Regions from separate parts of the Mus musculus genome. Here region 1 is linked to region 2. The links are chromatin contacts, called in public promoter capture Hi-C maps. All regions are on one chromosome and are shown on one strand. Each heading gives the region's core, a stretch centred on a gene start, on an enhancer-like site or on the middle of the called end of the contact. The rest is flanking DNA. Distances are from core to core; before and after follow the strand shown. Region 1 holds the start of Samd5 (sterile alpha motif domain containing 5). Region 2 holds the start of Ust (uronyl-2-sulfotransferase).

Region 1 (4,103 bases), core at 755-3,254, 1.2 Mb after region 2:
ACCCCGACCACCCACTACCTGCAAGACAGCAGGTGGATAATATTAAACCATTATTTCCTTTTACTGTATCTACTTTGTGCACCAGTAGCCCTTGAACTTGACCATTAGGCATTATGACCTTCAGTCCAGCCCCCTGGGGCTAATGCCACCCACACAGCATTTAGACCAGATATTTCCTCCCATGATGCTTAGATGTTAACACACCTAGCCTGCTGCATATTCTTCAACTAGGCTTCTCCAGGCCCCTTGTTTTCAGGCTGAGATGCTCATTTTCCTGAGTTCCAGGCAATGCCAGACATTACCTGTGCTGTCAGCATCTCTGCCAAATTGGCACTCTCTAGGAGGACAGCTTCAGAAACTAAGCCAAACCTATTCACTTCACTAAGCCAAACCAACCCACTTGAAGCTAGAGACAGCACTCTGGTGTAAAAATGCACTTTCTGGTACTTAATTGTTCAAACCTCATGCCACATGTCTGCGTGCCACACAGAGCGGCCATGAGAACGTGTAGCCTGCTCTCACGTGTGAGGATTGCTTTCTAGGTACTGAAATGTCACCTCTTCCTGGCCTTCCTTACACATGTGCCTTGGAGTTTTGAAAAGAATCTATCTTCCTTTCATCTGAATCACTAGTGATACCACAGACCCCAGATGACCCGTTTGCTCAGCATCCCATTACCCGGAATCCTTAAGCTTTAGGAGCCTCCTGTGAATAGGCACAAGTTTTGTGTTTAGCACGCCCCCCCCCCCCACCACCACCACACACACATAGGTTCCTGTTAATGGGACACTTCTCCATAGCATGGAATTGAGAACAGCAGGCCCTGAATTCCCCTACTCCTTTGGCAATAGTCACCCACTCCTCTTGGAAGTTTCTCAAAACTCAGAAGAAAAAAGTAAAGAAAAAGAGGAAGGTTGAAAATAAGGCAGATGTGACCCATCTTTTTTTTTTTTTTCACTCTTCCAAGCCAGACACTACTAGAGGCATTAGGATTTCCCAGAGGCATTAGGATTTCCCGGTGGCCACCAAAAGCAAGCACCCATTGCTCAGAACCTGACAATCGAGCCCATATGCTAGGGTGCTGTTAAGAGTTGTCTACATGCAAAATATGAGTGAGCAGCTATTATTAGAGACGCCAGCACAGAAGGAATAGATAGATAACGCAGAAAACGGGAGAACCAGACACCCCGAACACCCTGGTTTCTCAATTGTCACCTAGACTGACTGCTGAGCCGCTGCAGAAGCTCCAGGCCTGGTTCCCTCCCGCCATGCCCAAGGTCGCCCTGGCGGGGCCTCCTTACCTTGCGTGAGTATGGGGGTTTGCTCAGGTGGATGCCATCGCGGACCAGCTTATCCCGGATCATGATCTTCAGCTTCAGCTTAGGGTAGCTCACCAGCTCCCTGCTGCAGGGAGCGCCCGGCTGGCCACGGGGGTCCCCGCGAGTGCCCTGGGCTGAGCTGCCACATGGCTCCCCCCGGCGGCCTGGGGGCACCGCTTCTACCAGCGGTGCCGGTGGCACGGGCTGCGGTTCAAGGGTGAAGTAGAGGCCGGCAGCGGCCGCATCCTGTTCCCGCAGCCGGTGCACAGCCTCTAGGATGCGCCGGCGGTGCGCGGGAGCCAGCACCCCGATGGCGTCCAGGTCCGGGTCTCCGATCTGCTTGCACACTTCCAGGTCATCGTAGCCATTATCCACGAAGGACTCAGCGTACTGTGGGAGCTGTAACGCTTTCAGCCACTCGTAAACTATGTTGGTGCACATGGCTGAGACTCGGAACTCGCCAGCGAGTACCCAAGTGACACGGGCGGCACCAGTTCTTGCAACTTTTAATCCTCTCCTGGAAAGGGGTGGGGAGAAGAAACAGCAGGAAAAGTTTCTCCCTTAGTGGTTAGGCTCCGGCCGCAGAGTCAGAGCCATAGAAAGCAGCCGGGGAGGGAGCGAGAGAAAACGAGGAGCGTCTAGCGGCGAAGTGGATTCCCCGAGCAGGCGCGGCGCTCGCGGGCACTGGCGGCTGGGCGAGCGGCTGGGCTCCGCGCCGCCCCTGGATGCGCGGCCACCGCGGGGAGGGGCGCGCAGGCGGGGCCGGGCACACCCCTCGCACCCGCGCGGGTCACCGTCGCGCTGCGCCGCCCAGGAGGTTCCCCAGCTGGGGCAGTCTGGGGAGTGCTCGCTGCATGTCGCTATCTGGCCGGCTCCGTGGACGTCTGCAACCGGGTCCCACGCCGTGGAGGCGGCTCCGGCGGGCAGACCGGTGGATGATGGCGAGCGCCTGGTCTGTGCGCTTGTCAGTCACTGTCGTTCCCGGGGTCACGGTGACCCGGTGGCTATTAAGCTTCCGGACTCCGGTGGCTGCCCTGGATATCTTTCGACATTTCTTTTGAATCCGACTTCTCCAAACCCCTAGATTTTTTTTTCTTCGCTCAGTTCCCAAGCCAGTGGGTACTCTCGCCTGGGTGTCCAAGGGGAGGACCCGGTCACTGGTCCTGAGAGAAGCTGTTGAGTCCAGTGTCCCTTCTCCTTTCCCGATGCACGTAGAATGTCCTTTCAAAGGAGCGGGTTGCTAAGGCTCCACAGGCACGGTGTGTCTGGCTCTGTGGTGCTGCGCTCTGTGCCCCAAGCAGCTGCGTTTTGGCAGCAGGGTGGGAGCGACGTGGGGACTGTCCAGCCTGATGGGCGCGAGGCCCCTCCTCGCTATAACTAGTCACACCGGGTGGGTGTCGGGAGGGGCACGACTGCTCCCGATTGCCTCTCCCTCCAAGGCCATCTGACCTGCGAAAGTTTGGGGTGGGTTGTTACTTTCTCCTCCTCGGTCAGCGCATCCCTACCTGATCGGCATCCCTCCCCACCCCCACCTTCCTTCCAGCCACACAAGCACACCGCGTTGTGTCAGACCCCCTCAATCTCTCCCTGCCTTTTTGCTTTCTATTCACTTCGCGTTACAGCTCTTCTGCCCCAGGTGGCTCCCTGCCCAGGGACAAGAGAGGTTTTCTGCCTCCGAGACAGGGACCACAGCCGACTCCCCCTTCTCTGCCCCAGGGTCGCGTGTTAATTGATACACCACCACATACACCACCACGCAGCTGTGTTAAAGAGAACACTAGGGCATCTAGCACTTCTGCCTAGATGGGAGTAACAAAATTAACCGAGATTCCCTCCTGGTGCCCATGGCCCAGCTTTGAATGGAGGCGGGGGAGTGGGGAGGAGAAGGGCGACCCCCCGGAGTTCCTAGGCCTCTTTTCACTTCGTCTGATCTTTGGGGAAGCAGTTAGAACCTTAAGAAACCTTGCAGGCAGCAACAATTTCCTTTTCACAAAAGTAACACTCAGCTTCACTCTAGAGCCAGACCTGGCCAATACCCTTCCTGAAAGAGTCCTTCTGGGGCCCTACCTGTCTCTAGGCACAACACTAATGATGGCACTGCCCATCCGTGGCTTTAGAGTCGTTCCCCGTGGCTCCAGGACCGTTGGCTGTGGGTAAGGGACTCTCTGTGCCACGTTTCCACTAAATTAGTGAAGCTTAAACCCCTCTTGGGACAGACACTGAGAATCAAACTAACTCTCTCTCTCTCTCTCTCTCTCTCTCTCTCTCTCTCTCTCTCTCTCTCTCTCTCCTTTATGGTCTGTAAAATACCTGATATGGGTGAACCCAAAATGCGTCCCGTATTTCTACAATAGCTGGGGCCTATATGCTGAGTCCCAAGCTCCTGGATCCAAACGTCTCATACTGAAAAATAGCTACCAGGAAGAACCTTCTGTTTGGGAAGAAGAAAGACTACAACGCGGGTAGTCACGGAGCCGTGTCTGCCCGCAGTCCTAGATCACCCGCGTTTCCGTGTTCAGAGACTAGATTATGGTTCTGATCCTGGAGCAAGGCTCTGGGTTACCCCGGACCCTCCCTACCTAGCACGGATTGTAACTTGCCCTCCGTCCCTTGCCAAAGCAAGCTCACAGTGCCCTCTTGTGTCCAAGTGCTGGAATTTTAAGGCGTTGCCCAAGTCCCAAACTTGTTTTGTTCGGCTGAAGGAAGAAGAGGGCTTTATGGTTCCTATTTGCCTTCGTAATGTACAGATAATGCCCTCGCGTGTACCTTTATATCTCAATGCTT
Region 2 (4,102 bases), core at 1,402-3,901:
CTGCAGGAGTCTCCTGTTTTCAGTTCACAAAGATGACATGTCTAACCCACCTCGCACATCCATCAGAAAAGTAATGGTCAGTTAGTAAAGACAACGGCAGCCCTCAGTGCCCAGCTCTGCCTGCCAGCTCTCTCTTCCACCAGCTGATCCCATATTCATCAGGTCTCGCATACCAGAACAGAGACTCACATAATAAAACAGGTGACTACCAAAGACCCTGAACTTTCTCGATTCTATCCTTCAAACACCCTTGCTTCTCAGCACACCTGTGTTTCCCTTTTCACATAAAGGGTAAGAGAACCACAAAACTGTAAGAGCCCCTAATTACACCATGAAGAGCCAAAGCTGTAAAGCTGGAGCTCAAAGGAAAGCACTCCTAGGATAGAATGGGTCTTCCAGCCCCACCCAGCACAGTTCCCTCCATGCAGCAGACCGCCACACTTAACTTAAAAGGAACTTTTGGTGATGGGTGACACACAATCAGATTCTATGGAAGAACAGCCCTGAGCTTCATCACTTCCCAATACTAGTGGGCACTAGATCCTGATAGTGACGGTGACGTTACCAGGAGCAAGAGCAGGTGTCTGAAAGCACGGAAGATAAGACTCAAGACCCAGAAGGCAGAATGGCAGAGAATGAAGAGGTTACACTCACCAATAAAAAGGGCTTATTAACCCAAAACCATAAAGCCACATGCTAAGAATTGTGCTTCGGAAATTTGACCGAGGCAATATTTTTCTTTAATCTTCCGTATCAGTTCTTGTGAAGTCACAGTATCCCCAATGTTTTTACTGAAATGAGATTTTAACTCTTAAAAATCCGAGCTTCTGTCCCTGGAAGCAATGCAATTTTATCAGTTTACACTACTCCCAAACACCCTTTGTTGGTGTGGTTTTGTGGTTTTCTTGTTTTTCCTTCCAAACAGGCCTGCTGTTACTAGACCTGAGACTTCTGTGAGACCTCTTTCTTTTTCAGCCACGAACCAAAAGGGAAGGGACCTTTGAGGTAACTGTATGAGTCTTGGGCAGCCCATTCTGGTCCCAGCACTTTGATGGAGTCTCCACCTGAACTGACTCTGGACCTGCAGATGACCACGGTAGGTTCTTCCACTCAAACCACCTCAGAGACAACCCCCGCACGACCTCTCCTGGCCACAGAAGTCAAGGAATTTACACCCTCCCTCAGCCAAGGCACAGGAGCCAGCATCATCCCTGGGACCTGAGCGAGTGCTGGCCAAGCCTTGGCACTCAGAATCATGGATGAGAGAGCAGCGAGGTCATACCTCACTGAAATCTGTTTTCTTGGGTTCCAACCTCTTCCTTTTTCAGCCACGAACCAAAAAGAAAAAAAAAAAAGTTGACTTAAGACACATACGGGGCGGAATTTCGAAGGCGGCACAGTTGACTGGCACCTAGAAACAGCCCCAATTTCTCCCGCACTCTCGCTGCAGTCCGCGGGGTGCGCAGGTGCTGCCAAGGAACAAACCAACCTAGGGAAAGACTGGAATCACCTGGGCCAACTCACAAACGGGGGACCCAGTGGATAGAATATCTAAAAGTGACTGGAAAGCGGGGTTAAACCAGCCCACACAACTCAGAAGGGAAAAGCCAGACGGGACAGGATTGTAAGTTGTTAACCACATCCTAGAGAGGACTGTGCACGCACCGCCAGGCCAGCATACACACAAATATTCACAAACATGCACATGTCTATTCTGCCCCAGTTGGAGTGGCGATTCGGGGACAGGTACGTGGTGTCCGGGCTTGGGACACCTGCCCGGAGTCCCCCGTCGCTGCGGGCAGCCCAGAGTACTGTAGGAAGCAGGCGCTCCCAGCTGCCTCACTGAGGGATGCTCAGTGGCATCCCACCTGGGGAGCCTCGGGGACCGTGGTGGCCGTGACAGCTTTAGATGTTCCCCGCTTATCACCCTTTCCCCGAGTGCCCAACTTTGCGGGGCTGGCGCAGCCCTTCCCTACCCAAATACTGCCGCAGGTCGAGCAGGAAGCGAGGGGGTCCCCCGCTGAGCTGGTAGAAGAGGGAGCCCAGGCAGAAGACCAGCAGGGTAGCCATGCAGAAACCGTAGTCCCGGAGGGAGAAGCGCAGGAAAGGCAGCAGCGGGATCCGGCGCTTGCAGCTGCCCAGGCACGGAGGGGCGCCCCCCACAGGGGCCCCATGGGGCCAGGGATCCGTGCCGCCGCCGGGATGCTGCTGCTGCTTCTTCTTCATCGCCGGCTCCGCCGCCTCGAACAGCCCGCCCCGGCCAGGAAGAGGTCACCCATCCGCCGCCAGCCGGAGCGCCTAGCCGGCTGTCTGCACATGGAGAGGGACGCGCTGAGGGCAGCCGGGTGGGGGCGGGGAGGGGCCGAAGTTGCCGGGCTCAGGGTACTCTGCTCGTCTTGGTCCCCACCGCTCGCTGCGGCCCCAAAGGGCCCAAAATGTCCCGGGCCCCGCCGTGGGGGTGGCGATCGCAACCCACGCCTGGTCGCGCGTCCTGCTAGCAGCCCCGCGTCCCGTAGCAGCCCTGCGCCCCAAGTCCCGCCGCGCCCCGGGCTCGCTCCCGGCTCGCCTCCAGCGCCAGCGTGGACCCCCCGGGCTTTGTGTGGGTCGCGGGCGGTGTGTTTGGTCCCAGTTCAGGCTCGGCTAGCTCAAGGCAGGGAGGATCGGGAGGCGGACACCACCCTCTCGCTCCACCTCCTTGACAGGGGCTTCCCTCCCTCCTCGCCTCTCCTCCCCTCCCCTTTCTCTCTGGCGCGAGACGGCCCGCTCTCCTCCCTCCCCGGCCCTCCCTTCCCTCTCCAACCCTGGGCTCGACGCTGGACTCGGTGTCACATTACGGCTTCTGCTGGGGCGGGCAGGGAGGGAGGAGGGGGCCGAGGATCAGCAACAAGGAAGAAAGTTTTTGGGTGCGTGGATTTTTTTTTTTTCCTCCTCCATTCTCTACAATCTGGTCTCGGTTCCTGCGCTACCAGCGACCTCTTGGGGCCCGCTGACTTCCCTCTCGTAAACAGTCGCCTTGGAGGATTTGACTACGTTTGTCTTTTCATTTGGGGAACTTGATTCTCTTTCTATATCCCAAGCGACCCACCTACCAAAAGCCGATATAAAATGTGCTGGGATATGGGTTCAAGACCTAGCCGGGACGGTAAAAGGCAAGAGGTGGGTGGTTTCGGCAGAGCCAGGCATAGCTCACGCCCTTGGCTCAGAATCAGAGGGCGCTTTTTTCTTGCCCTCCCTCGTCTTACAAGCACTCCACTGAAAACAAGGGTACTCCACTGACTGGAGGAAGACCTTACAGCAGATATAAAAGGAGAAGGCTCTGTGCCTTCACAGACCTGTTTCACCATCTCTCTTCCCACCGCTGGGAAGTTTCTAGAACTGAAAGAGCCCACGGAGCTTCCCAGAGACCTATCCGAGAACAGGGCTGCTCTATCAAACACACTTAATCGTTTTTGTTTTTACAAATCACCAGATACACAAGTGATATGGCCTAAGAGTTACATTGTGATTCCAGTGTCCTAGATTGTTTTTCTGTTGCTGTGATAAACATCATGACCCAAAATAACATGGAGGAAAAAAAGAATTTGTTTGGCTTACCAGTTACAGTCCATTGTGGAGGGAAGGTGAGGCAGGAGGAACCTAGAGACAGGAACTGGAGCAGAAACTGGAGAAATGTGCTTACGCGGGTTCTAGGTTCACCTTCCGCCGTCTTTCTTGTACTGTCCAGGGCCACCTGCTTAGGAACGGCTCTCTGCCTGCTGTGGCCTGGCCCCCCTACATCAATTAGCAATCAAGAAAATGCTCCCCAGACAGGAGCAAAAAAACAATCTGTTGGAGACAGTTCTCCAATAATGTTTTTCTTTTCCAAGCTGAGTTAAGTTGGAAACAGAAGTGACATTTAGTGACATAAGCAGGTAGGTAGGACTGTGAACAAGACAGATATATTAACCACTGCAGCATGACACTGGGCAGATTTCTTCATGGTTTCCCTGGGATTAGAAAACAGCATTTAGCTCAGGCCACACAATTCCGATGCCTCTCAACTCTGATCCCCAAATCATTCTAAATAGTCCAGTAATCAGGAGATGTGGGGCAGTTAAGAGCC

The links. Promoter capture Hi-C pulls out the DNA fragments that hold promoters and counts their contacts.
Region 1: a promoter capture Hi-C map of embryonic stem cells shows a contact between it and region 2, with 5 times the contacts expected there. The contact joins the promoter of Samd5 here to the promoter of Ust in region 2. A contact is called at or near these places in 2 of 39 promoter capture datasets (embryonic stem cells and hippocampal neurons), 4 of 484 Hi-C or Micro-C datasets (all in embryonic stem cells), 2 of 115 datasets of contacts at active chromatin or transcription factors (astrocytes and forebrain) and 1 of 9 other capture datasets (embryonic stem cells).

Annotation. Positions count from the first base shown.
Region 1 is chr10:9,673,204-9,677,306 of GRCm38.p6, forward strand. Samd5 (sterile alpha motif domain containing 5) reads right to left here and starts at 2,005. Exons shown (of 2, transcript NM_177271.3): 1 at 1,302-2,005. The coding sequence starts at 1,760.
Region 2 is chr10:8,516,174-8,520,275 of GRCm38.p6, forward strand. It overlaps Ust (uronyl-2-sulfotransferase), which reads right to left and starts at 2,652. Exons shown (of 8, transcript NM_177387.3): 1 at 1,977-2,652. The coding sequence starts at 2,226.